2 separate regions of the Rattus norvegicus genome follow, and region 2 is linked to region 1. Evidence: chromatin contacts called from public Hi-C data. All regions are on one chromosome and are shown on one strand. The core of a region is the stretch at or near the end of the contact, and the rest is flanking DNA. Distances in the headings are between cores, read along the strand shown. Region 1 overlaps Cd200 (Cd200 molecule). Region 2 has its middle 78 kb from the start of Cd200.

The links. Hi-C and Micro-C count contacts between places; a contact is called where the count stands out from the background.
Region 2: a contact with region 1 is called in a Hi-C map of frontal cortex, with 2.3 times the contacts expected there. The contact joins two enhancer-like sites. A contact is called at or near these places in 3 of 12 Hi-C or Micro-C datasets (Schwann cells, frontal cortex and mammary epithelial cells).

What each region holds. Positions count from the first base shown.
Region 1 is chr11:68,920,639-68,926,608 of GRCr8, forward strand. Cd200 (Cd200 molecule) reads left to right here. Exons shown (of 6, transcript NM_031518.3): 2 at 4,179-4,260. Cd200l1 (CD200 molecule like 1) reads left to right here. Exons shown (of 6, transcript XM_039088891.2): 6 at 1-3,005. Among named protein-coding and RNA genes, the nearest start is that of Cd200, 7.3 kb to the left of the region's middle. Within about 2 kb of position 4,318, at least 41 of the 93 cell types and tissues checked have an H3K27ac peak or open chromatin away from gene starts, as enhancers often do. A contact at or near this core is called in Schwann cells, where this site is marked.
Region 2 is chr11:68,990,948-68,996,778 of GRCr8, forward strand. No RefSeq gene overlaps it. Among named protein-coding and RNA genes, the nearest start is that of Cd200, 78 kb to the left of the region's middle. Within about 2 kb of position 2,799, at least 27 of the 93 cell types and tissues checked have an H3K27ac peak or open chromatin away from gene starts, as enhancers often do. A contact at or near this core is called in Schwann cells, where this site is marked.

The sequences.
Region 1 (5,970 bases), core at 3,068-5,567:
TAACTATATATTTTCAGCCCTGAAAATATATGCAAACAACTAACAACTAAACATGTACTGAGCATGTATATACAACAACAAGATAAAGAGTCTAAGAATTTGAAAGACAGCAAGGGAAAGGGGAATAATATTATACATATTGTATATATATTCATATATAAAATACATATATAATGTTAATATGTACATATGCACATTATACATATATAAATTTCTCTGTGTGTTATATATACACATATATATGTATATATAAATCTTTCCTCTTTCCTTTGCTGACTTTCAAATCCTTGGACTCTTTAATTGTTGTTGCATATATATATATATTTATATATATACATATATTACATATACATAAATACACAGTATGTATATATACATGTATTATATGTGTATAATATAATATATTACATACAACTTGTAATATATTATTGAAAGAGAACAAAGAAAAGGGGAAGTATACTTATTATAATCTCAAAAATATTTAAATGAAAAAAGAAAGTGCCAACCCATGCAACAATGAATTTAAGGAAGATTACTTTAATAACATGTAAGTATTTTCCAATATGTAAAATGGGTTAGTAGAGTAGGGGGTCTCTACTTTATCTCTCAAGGTCTCCAAAGCACCGGTCAGAGTGCTTAGCACAGATAAACTCAATAGATGAGGAAAGAAAAGAAGCATTGCCCGAGGCTCAGGTAGATCTGCTTGGAGGTTTTACAATGCAACTTCCTCTTCTGTACAAGTAGTTTGCTATGAAAATAATTAAAAATAGTACAAAAGTCCCAATGACAAGTGCTGAGACCAGGGTACTAGAGCAAGGACTTCACATGGGAGAATTTCTTGTGTAAAGTGACTAAGTAAATATCTGGGAAGGAGAAGAGTCTGGCAGCCAGTGAGACTTTCTCGTCTAGGGGGGAAAAACGTCCAAAAGAAACACTTCACACAGTAAAGTGATGATGAATTTCCTGTCATTGATAAAGTTGTTAACCCATGCTGTTCCATTTTTCCTTTCAATTGGTGTGGAAGGAAGAGGCAAAGGAACCAGAGTACTAGAAAACTCGGCAGTTTGAAGGGTCTGAAAGGTTGGCCAGGAAGAGCTTGGTGTGCAAGGAGGAAACACAGAGGTATAAGGCCTGCAAGCACCCACGTGGGTGCTGAGCTCCAGGGGATGGGCCTCTAGGACTTCATGGAGCATCTGGTGGGAACTTTTAGCCAATTTCATAATGCCTGTCAGATTGCTCGGGCCTAGAAACTTATTAAATGCGATCCTGACAAATCAGCAAAAGCTTGATAATCCTCACGATCACATTTTTTTGAGATAGAAAGGTACAAAAAATATTTTTACATTCGTAACTAATTTTAAAAACCAACAGTGCTATAGTTGTCCCCTAGGAGGCTTTGCCAGTGCTTGACCAATACAGAGGCGGATGCTCGAAGACAACCACTAGACTGATCAAAGGGATCCCAGTGGAGGAGTTAAGGGAAGGACTGGAGGAGCTGAAGGGATTTGCAGCCCCATTAGAAGAACAATATCAATCAACCAGACTCCCCAGAGCTCCCAGGGACTAAACCACCAACCAAAGAATACACATGGAGGGATCCATGGTTCCAGCTGTCTATGTAGCAGAGGATGGACTTATCTAGCATCAGTGGGAGGGGAGACCCTTGGTCTTGTGAAGTCTCGATACCCCAGCACAGGGGAATGCTAGGGTGGTGAGGTGGGAGTGAGTGGGTGGGTGGGGGAGCACCCTCATAAAAGCAGGGGTGAGGGGGGATGAGGTAAAGGGTTTGTAGAGAGGAAACCAGAAACGAGGATAACGTTTGAAAGGTAAATAAATAAAATAACCAATAAAAATCCAACAGTGTTTTATGCACAGGGTCAGACAGTTTGTCGGTGTGGTTATGATTGTATGAAGTTTGGAGCCAGTGCTTGGGTTTGAGTCTTGTCTCTACTACTTCCTGTCTATGCTACCTGAAGAAAGCTACTTAAAATCTCTCCTTCACATTCTACATTGTGCAAGCGTTGATATGAACAGCACCTTCTTCGTAGCTTCCTGAAGTGTTGGGTGAAGTAGTTGATCTCAAGTGTTAATGACAGCGCCAGGTACATTATGTGTTCAATATATGTTAGTCTTGTGACTATTAGTAGCTTAGTCACCAAAAGCAAACTAAAGTTGAAATAAATGTTTTGATACATTTATCATGTATGTATCTATTCCCGTCATTTATTCTTGTCCCCTGGTCTTTCAGACCAGATAGTCATGTATCTACTACCCTAGGTGAAGAACATTATCACTGAAAGTCAGAGAAGTTTCCGAAAACAAAGTTTTGTGATAATATTAGCCTAGATACTCAAGCTTTAAAACCCCACACGCTGAAAGAGGAGGGAAAAGTTCATTCCAGAAAGAATTGTTGACAAGCTCCAGAGTGGTGGAAGAACCAGCTTTTCTGACCCTAGGGAGATAAGGGTATTCCAGTCCAAGAGAAGGAAAAGGCTGACTGGTGTCTACAGCCAAAGCCAGGCACCAACTTGTATAAAAGAAGGAATATTGTATCCTACCCCCTTGCAACTGAGAATCAAACATAGAACCTGTATATAGGTCTTGAGTCCCAAAGAAGACAGAATGAACTATAGCAGACTGCCACAGGCACTTAGATAATGAATTTCCTTTGCTCAGTTCAAGGAGAACCTGGAGTAGTTTACAAGAGAGCTGCAGTTGGCCTGTGAAGTAATAATTATATGAAGCATGGTCTTAGTGACTGAGAGAAACACAGCTATCTTAGCAAACACAAGGTAGAAAAATGGTTGTAATAAAAGACCAGAGCAGCCCCATGCTGTGCCTTGGTGTGCCGTAAGCCTCCATACCTTCCTGGATTGCAGATGTAATGCCAGAACTGGGGAGCTTCATAGAGTGTTGGGGTGCTTGGAAGCTGAATGGACAGAAGGTACTACTTTGACTGAAAGGAAGTTTCTAGCCCCAGTTGGAATGGCAAGGTGAAATAAAAATGAAATTCAGTTCATGAAAATTACAGAGAAAGTTAGCAGTAGTATAAAAAAAATATAGAATTATGGCTACTGAGATGGCTCAGTGTCTTGAGGCCCCTGCTGCACAAGTCTGGTGACCCAAGTTCAGTCCCTGAAACTCACATGAAGGTGAAAGGAGAGAACCGAATTCCATCAGCCTGGTTCCTGACACACCCTGACCTTCACACATAAAGCATAGTTCTTGACTCCCATGCACATCACATGCATGCGTAGATGCACACACACACACACACACACACACACACACACACACACACACAGATACAGAGACACACACACAGAGAGAAAGAGAGTTACACACACAGACACACATACACAGAGACACACACAGACACACACACAGACAAACAGACACACACAGACACACAACCCCCCACACCACACACACACCCCCACACCCCCACACAAAGTTAGCTACAAACATATACATCTGAGAAAGTACACTTTAGGCCCAGTGAAACAGTTCTGAGGCAAGCATAAAGGGTAGCTGATCAGAACACTCTGTCTCCTCAGTTTATTGCAAGGCAATGCCCAGAATAATATTTTCTTAAATAGTACCAGGACATCTATCAGGGCACCTCTGACCAGTTCCTGACCAGTTAAAGAAAAGTAAAGCACTGAAGGAATAAACAAAGTTAATATTAGTGCTGGCTTCAATTTTTTTTTTTTTTTTGAAACTGCATTTTCAAGAACCGGCCTCAGCGAAGCTCAGGGCAGTAACATTTCTGAGAAATGTTTTCCTTTTGAGCTTTGTCCTTGATATTAACAGTAGCTGATTATTTAGAAGGGTAAGCTGTCTGACATTTATACTTTCTGTATTTTTCTCTATTAACGTAAGGCAGTTTGACTCAGGGAGCCTACGTATCCAAGACTTTGCTCTCCACAAGACAATGGTGGCTTTAAAAGCAAGGCTCACATGGCCAGGGCTATGAAAGAACCACACAGTAGCTTTCCCCTCCTCACATCCCGAGCACTCTGTGATTTCTTCTATGTATAGCCTTGGCTTCTGTTTCCACAAAACTCTGGCGGGTAAACGCTTGACTCCTGCATTTCCTAGCATGGGTATCATAAGGACTTCTCCCCGGCTCTGTCCAAACGCAACCTCTCTTTCTGTCATTTGCTTTCTGTCTTCAGGTATTCAGGAGACCTTTCTGCCATCTGTCCACCTACAGCCTGCTCTGGGCCATAGCAGCAGTAGCGCTGAGCACAGCTCAAGGTAAAGACCCTCAGTTCTTCACCTCTTCATCGGGAGAGCCTCTGGGGCGAAGCTCGGCCACTCCTATGCCTATTAGGCTAGTCCATTCATCTGCATGAACTACTTGGGCATGCTATCAGCCTTGGAACAGTGGGAGCGGTTCTTCCCGGATTTCCATGCTTTTGGTTTCAGAGTAGCAGAACAATTTGGCACTCTGAAGCGATTCCCGTAGATAAACTAGATTTAAGAAAAAACATCCCCTCCCTAGTAAAATAAAATGCCAGATTTTTGCCCCCCCCCAGAGAACTGGGGGAGGGGGATATATTTGAAAAATAATTCCCTGGACTTAATTTTAAAGACCTGGGAATACTTGGAAGGCCATCCTTAAAACAGAGTTCATCTGCTTCTTACAAAAAAGTAAAAGGTAGAAAAAAAAAAAAACAACAAAAAAACAAAAAACACTGTCACTCAGAGGTACATAAGTTTACATTGTCTCCTGTATAGCAATTCTGCCCATTTCACCATGTCTGAATTTTCTATTTTTTCTTGTCATTTTGAAGGAGCTTGCTGCTCCCTTTCTGTTGGTTCTTTTCTAATCACTGTGGTGTGATGTCATCATTAGTCTCTGAGAAGGATGCTGACGATGAAGGACTGGCAGGCTTTGCCCCCACCCAGAGCCCTCACACACTATGTCCATGACAGGATTTACTGACCAACTAGCAGAATTGAAAAGGATTCCAAACAAGCACCAAACAAGAATTGGTAACTTTCCCACTGTGGGATATCCTCTCCAGTCAAGCATAGCTTACCACATGCCCAATACTAGTTTCAATCGCCTTTCCATTGTACACTCTAAAAGCAACATTTTTTTTCAAACACATTCTGCAAGCTGTCAAAGGTTCTCAGGAAACCCTAACATCATCAGCGAGATCCTGCTTTCTATACTTGTCCTTGCCTTCAAGGAGTTCCGTCACTAAATGACCATTAAATGGTGGTCCGAGGTAGACTGGCTGCTATGCCCTCTTTAGTCTCTGATACTCCGGGGAAAGTTTGTGCAGACTTTATTTCCTGCTTCCACTTGTTAGTATTTTGTCTGCTTGGTTACCCTTAATGAACACATTTTAGTTCATCTATATGTTGTCCATCATTTTATGGTTTAGTTCCTGGCTATTGTTTGGTGTGTGGACGGGGAGATTTGGACGTAGGCATCCATTCATGTTCAGTCTCTGGTTCCCAGTGAACGTAGTTACGTTGAATCTTTCCATCAGAGAAATGCATCACCAAGCTTTATAGACACTGAGTGTATTATGTTCTGGTGACCATTTGGTTCTGGTAATTTATGAATCTTGTTATGAGTTCAGCTATAATTAGAGTATAGAAGGGAACTTGGGGAATTTTTGGTCTTATTGTATTGTGAAGAGTGTTCAGAAAGAGTAAATTTTTAAGACCAATTTCAAGTTCAGTTTGGGGAACTATTTTATTTTTTGAAAACATTATACATTTTATGACTCAGTGGTGTACATATCTGAGTAATACATATTCGTATATATGTATATATATAAACATATAATGGCTGTGTAAATCTAGTGTATTCAAATTAAATATAAAAACACCTATAAGCATATTTTTAAATGTTCTATATTATCGTATTTAAATTTTTGCCTTAATGGTTTAAAATTATGGAATTGGTTCTGAGAGACATACAGAAAACTCTCATATTATCACTGTGGA
Region 2 (5,831 bases), core at 1,549-4,048, 69 kb after region 1:
GAATCTTTCAATTCCCTGATGGTGGCACTAATTTCTAGCACTCCTAAAAGGATGCAATAGTGGTTTGGATTCACTGTTTTCCTTGACACAGGCAACTCATAAGGCTTCCATTTAGCCTTTCCAACCATAGTAACCCTCACTCCACAGTCAGGAAACCAATGTGAGAATTCTGCCAACATCTAAGTATATCTATTCCAATTACACATTCTGAGATTGGGTAAATAACCACAGGGTGAATTTGAGGACACACTGGCCCTACTATGTGTAGGACATGAGCCAAACCTCTACTAATCACCTGACTTCCAAAAGCTCCTGTTTAGCTGGAGGGCCACCAAGTTTCTTGGGATCTCCACGGAAAGGTGTTAATTCAGGACTAGCATCCAATAGACCCAGGAAAGTCTGATTGTTTTCTTTCCCCTGGTACACAGTTACTCTTGTAAAAGGCTATATTTCCCTCTGGGGAAGGACTGGAGAAAGGTTACTGGTAAAACATTTAAATATTTTATCACGATCCTTTCTTAGAGGAACCTGGCCACCATTTCACTCAAGGGCTTCTGGGTATGCAAACCAAGGCTCAAGGGTAGAAACTAATGCATAGCCTAGGCTACAACCCAAGACCCCATCTAAAATAAATAAACAAGCAAAATAAATAAACAAAATTGGTCAGACTGAAAAAACCAGTAACTAGAAGTCTCTGCTGAGACTCGCTTCCTCATTTCATAAGAACCCTCAGAAATGTTACTTCTGAAATTATGCCAGACCTAGAAAGGTAATCAATCTCTCTTATATAACTGACATCTCCCATTAAGGATGAACATGGTCTATTATTTCATCTATCCTTGTTTACTATAAAGAAACTGAGGTTCAGAGAGACGTTAGATTGACTTTCAGTCTAGCCCATAGCAAGGTGAGATTCTAGTTCTGTTGACCCATTCCTCAGTGCAGCAACTAAAGTGTATGGAGCTGAATGCTTTGAAGTATCTTAACCTACATTTTCCTTTTCTTGTGTAGAAAAACATCTTGACTTTTTGACTGAATAATACTGAAAACCCTGACTGATCTTGGGGCCAGAACAAAGAAATCCTTCATTATGTGCTTCCCCATGAGTGCTCACTCTTTGCGCATTTATTACTCACTGGTTTCAAAACTTAAGTTTTTGAGATCTTGTTCTTCTAGAGAACCCATGTTTGAGGCCAGGAACCCCTGTGGCAGGTCACAGTTGTCTATAACTCTAGTTCCAGGGACTTCTGTCTCCTCTTCTTGCATCTGAGGATACTGCATGAACACAGGTAAAACACCAAAATCTACAAAGTAATTTTTTTTAATGAAGAAATGTTAAAAACAGGTTGGTTCCTTTTGCCTGCAGTTGGGTTAATGCTCATGGGACTGAATTAGTGATTGCTACACTGAACTCTGATAAAGCGTGGGCATTTTCATTTTGGTTTCCCCATGTGAATTAAGGATATGGTCTTATGATCCCAACTTTGAGCACTGTGGGATACAAAAAGCTTAATCTTTAAAAATTACCCCCATTTCAGGTATGTCCTTGTAATAACAAAAATCAGAATATGACTATTGAAGAACCCTGCTATTAAGGTCACAGTCCCCCATGTCTGGATGGCTTTCTGAGCTTGGTGCTAAATGGAGGACTTGCCTTCTCAATGGGGCTTCCCTTTCTCTGCCTGGCTGCCTGGAGAGTGTCCCTGAACACAGATGGTTGGCCTTGTCTGAAAAATGACCTTGTACAGAGCTCCCTCCAAGGGCTGCACAAGTCATCCCACGAGTCCCTATTTGGCTTCCTGCCCACATGATAATTCTGTACTGTGACCAATCAGCCCTTAGGACATAGGACATTAACACAGTGCTCATTGCAGACCTCTACATTTGACAGAGTCAGTAACGGTGAAGTAGTCAAGCTTTGCTTGAAGATAAAGGAAACTGAGAGAAGCTTCACCCAACTGCACACTCTCCATTCCACAGCAACAACGAGACTGGCATTCTCTGGGGGTTAGGAATTCAGAATCTCAGGTTTTACTGGGGATTTCAATACATATCAGCTATGTGGCCTATAGTTCACCAAGTACTCTAGGTGACTGGTGGACACAGCCACATTTAAAAAGCCCTAAAGAAGAATAAACTTTGGAACAACATGTCCTAGGCAGCAGCTTTCTATCTTTGTGATGCACAATAGAGTTGTCCTTAAGAATTCCTTTATTAGTAACACTCAAATTTATGAGGGAATTGAATTCCGCAAACTATTGTTTGATTTTCTTGGGAATAAAGCATTCTATTTTTAAACGAGGAGGAAAGTTCCTAATCAGATTTCCACTGTTTCCAAAGGTTTGGCTATTGTTGTTACCATCCAAGACTGTGCAGGAAGACATTTCAGGCTGGGCTATGCAGAAACTTAGAGGACACTATAGTTGTCATAAAGGGTGGGGTGGCTCCTTCTTGATCTGACAGTAGATCTTAAGGGTATCATGAGAGACTGGATAAGGGCATAAATGCTGCTTCAATGTTCTAGAGAAAACCCTGGGAAGGTAGGCAGCATATAACAGAGTCAAATTCCCTGTTGGGCCTTTGGACACCCTGTGCTGTTATTCTTGGCTTTCTGGTAGTTTCATAAGCACAGGTGCTGTCCCATGTTATAATGATGCCAGTGTAGCCGCTGAGATCGGCCGACGTGATTAACCATGAATAACCACTCGTTCTGATTCAAGAGTTATACTCCTAGAAGCCAGACTTTGCCTTCATTACTATTCCGGGTCATGATGACCCTGGCTGATTTACTGTTACTGTAACTTCTGGCATGTTGAATTCATTTTTCAAATGCTTGAGGACATCACTATCCTGACTAATGCTGTTCTAAGAACTAGACAAAACCCACAAACAGACATTGGGTACAGTGCATTCTTATGCCAGGGGCTAGCTCCAGATTTCACAAACATCTAGAAAACACATGGTTAATGCAAGACCTCTTCTTCTCTCTCAGTCTGTCTCGTCCTGTTTCCTGCTTTCTGTAATGTCTACTGTCTCCGTTTTTAGCCATTTTTTTTTCAATTCGGCCTTTTGATCTGCACAGAAAGCCTTCTTTTTGTATCAAAGAGGTATTATGTAATTTGCATGCTGTCATTATGCCCATGAATTTCCTTCAATTAATTCACTGAGTTGTTTTTGTAGAGGAAAGTGTTACAAAGGCTTATGGGAAAACTAGTTATATAATAAGGTTATTCATAGAAATTCAAGATAACTTCTCGTTAAATTTAACTCTCATATTGACCCTCAATGCTTTTTAAAAAGTTTTTCAAAGCACATTTTTGTTCAAGTACTGAAAGTAGGTCCATTAACATCAGATTCAAATGCCACGAAAATTGGCATTTTATAATTTTGTGACCTGAAAGTAGACAAGATCCTCTGCTGTACAGGAGGGTTTAAGAAGTGAACATTGTTGATTTCAGTACTGGACAAAATTAGCAGGCAAATCCCCTGTTCTCTTCCTCTTGTCCTTTTCTCTTCCTGCCAGCCTCACCTGGGAGGCTCAGTTGCTTCACTGTTAGTGACTTCCAACCCCCTTCTTCCTTTTTCCCTCCTTGTATTTTCCCCACTAAAGAAAAAAGACTGAGTAATGAATCCACCTGAAGTGGAAGATTCTGTCCACTACAGACAGGACAAAGTTGGAAGGAAGACATGTCAACATGCTTGTGATATGGACCAGGGCATAGGAGAACTCTGGGAGCTATCCATAGATGATGATATCTATGCCTAAAGAGATCATCTACATCAGACACAAAGCACACAAGATGCTCTGGAACCAAAAAGATTGATACTGAAAGAAGCAACCAATGGGACAATCATATTAGAATAAGGCATATTAAATATAGGTATACATATGATTCAGGGTTTTAGATTATCTGCTGACTTTTTAAGTTTATGGGTTCCAATCAGTGTTTAGAGATTCTGAAGCAATTCATAAATGTTGATATGACTTTTAAGAAATAACATGCTCATCCCACATGTCTGCAAACATCCTCAGGTGATGATAGCCCTTCATATCTGTACTTCTGTACAGAAAGTCAGTGAAAGGAAGGGCCATCCCTCTGGAGCCCTTTCTTCTGGCTCCTGGCAGTGAAAGCTGAGCCCCCATAACCAACTTGCTAAGTTTTGAAACTTGAATCACCCACACATCTTCCTTTCTGTGGTCAACTTTCTCTCTTGAATAATTTTAACAGCTTCTTAGTTGCCTCTTTCCTCCTGTGTTTTCCCCTTCTGATTATCTACATATAAGCTGTTATGAAGATACATACAGGAACTACACTGTGAGAATTCTCACACACAGTGATGGATGTTTGGTGATCAGGTCACTGACCATTCAGATGCTCATGTCTTTCCCGTCCCAATACATAACACAGCCTCCATTCACTCGTTTTTTGAGTAGGATGATTGACTTCAATACCTTCCTACTCTAAAGCAGTAGCCACTGGTGACAGGCTTGAGACAACTGTCATCACACACCATTCCTTTGGTTCCAGGAATGAGATCCCCCTTAAGAACATTACAGGATCATGGGAAATAATATTATCTTAGGAGGAAGTAACATTCTGCTCTTGGTTTTTCTGTCTGATCTTTTCTTGGATGTGAATAAGGAACACTGAACTGCTGGAAATTCTTAGCCTCCACTATTTGGAAAATTGAAACCATATTTATTACCTTGAAGGTAGCCTAAAACTAAAATGTAGAAAGGAGAGTGGAGGAAGACAACACATTTCTTCCCTGTGGTTAATATTTGAGCTATGGTATACGTTGTTTGAATCTCATATTGTTATTAGACTATGAACACCAACGAATTCCATTCCTCACATAAGCCTGTTTGAGCCATTCTTTGAGCATCCTTCATTTTCTGCAAACTTGGATGAGGCTCACCAGGTTACACCAGCCTTCTTTCTTATCTAAGAGCTTTCTATGCATGGTTTCTTTTGCTTAAGAATTCCGTACTCCCTCCCACCTCATCCCCACCCCTAAACCAGTTGTTCATTTATTATCTCTAGGTTTCAAATTCACACTAGGTTGCCTAATCTGTATAAATGGATATGGGCCCTTTAAATACTTTACCTTTGGTAATTGATGTGATGCTAATTCTTGTCCATTGAGGTCATTTGACTGAGAGACATTGCTAAGTAAAGGGTCTTCCTTTAGATCCCATTTGCCAGACTTCTTTTTTTTTTTAAGGAACTTCCTTTTTTTTTATTAACTTGAGTATTTCTTATTTACATTTCGAGTGTTATTCCCTTTCCTGGTTTCCAGGCCAACATCCCCCAAACCTCACCCCCTCCCCTTCCTTATGGGTGTTCCCCTCCCCATCCTCCCCCCATTGCCGCCTTCCCCCCAACAATCACGTTCACTGGGGGTTCAGTCTTAGCAGGACCCAGGGCTTCCCCTTCCACTGGTGCTCTTACTAGGATATTCATTGCTACCTATGAGGTCGGAGCCCAGGGTCAGTCCATGTATAGTCTTTAGGTAGTGGCTTAGTCCCTGGAAGCTCTGGTTGGTTGGCATTGCTGTTCATATGGGGTCTCAAGCCCCTTCAAGCTCTTCCAGTTCTTTCTCTGATTCCTTCAATGGGGGGTCCTGTTCTCAGTTCAGTGGTTTGCTGCTGGCATTCGCCTCTGTATTTGCTGTATTCTGGCTGTGTCTCTCAGGAGAGATCTACATGCAGTTCCTGTCTGCCTGCACTTCTTTGCTTCATCCATCTTGTCTAATTGGATGGCTGTATATGTATGGGCCACATGTGGGGCAGGCTCTGAATGGGTGTTCCTTCTGTCTCTGTTTTAATC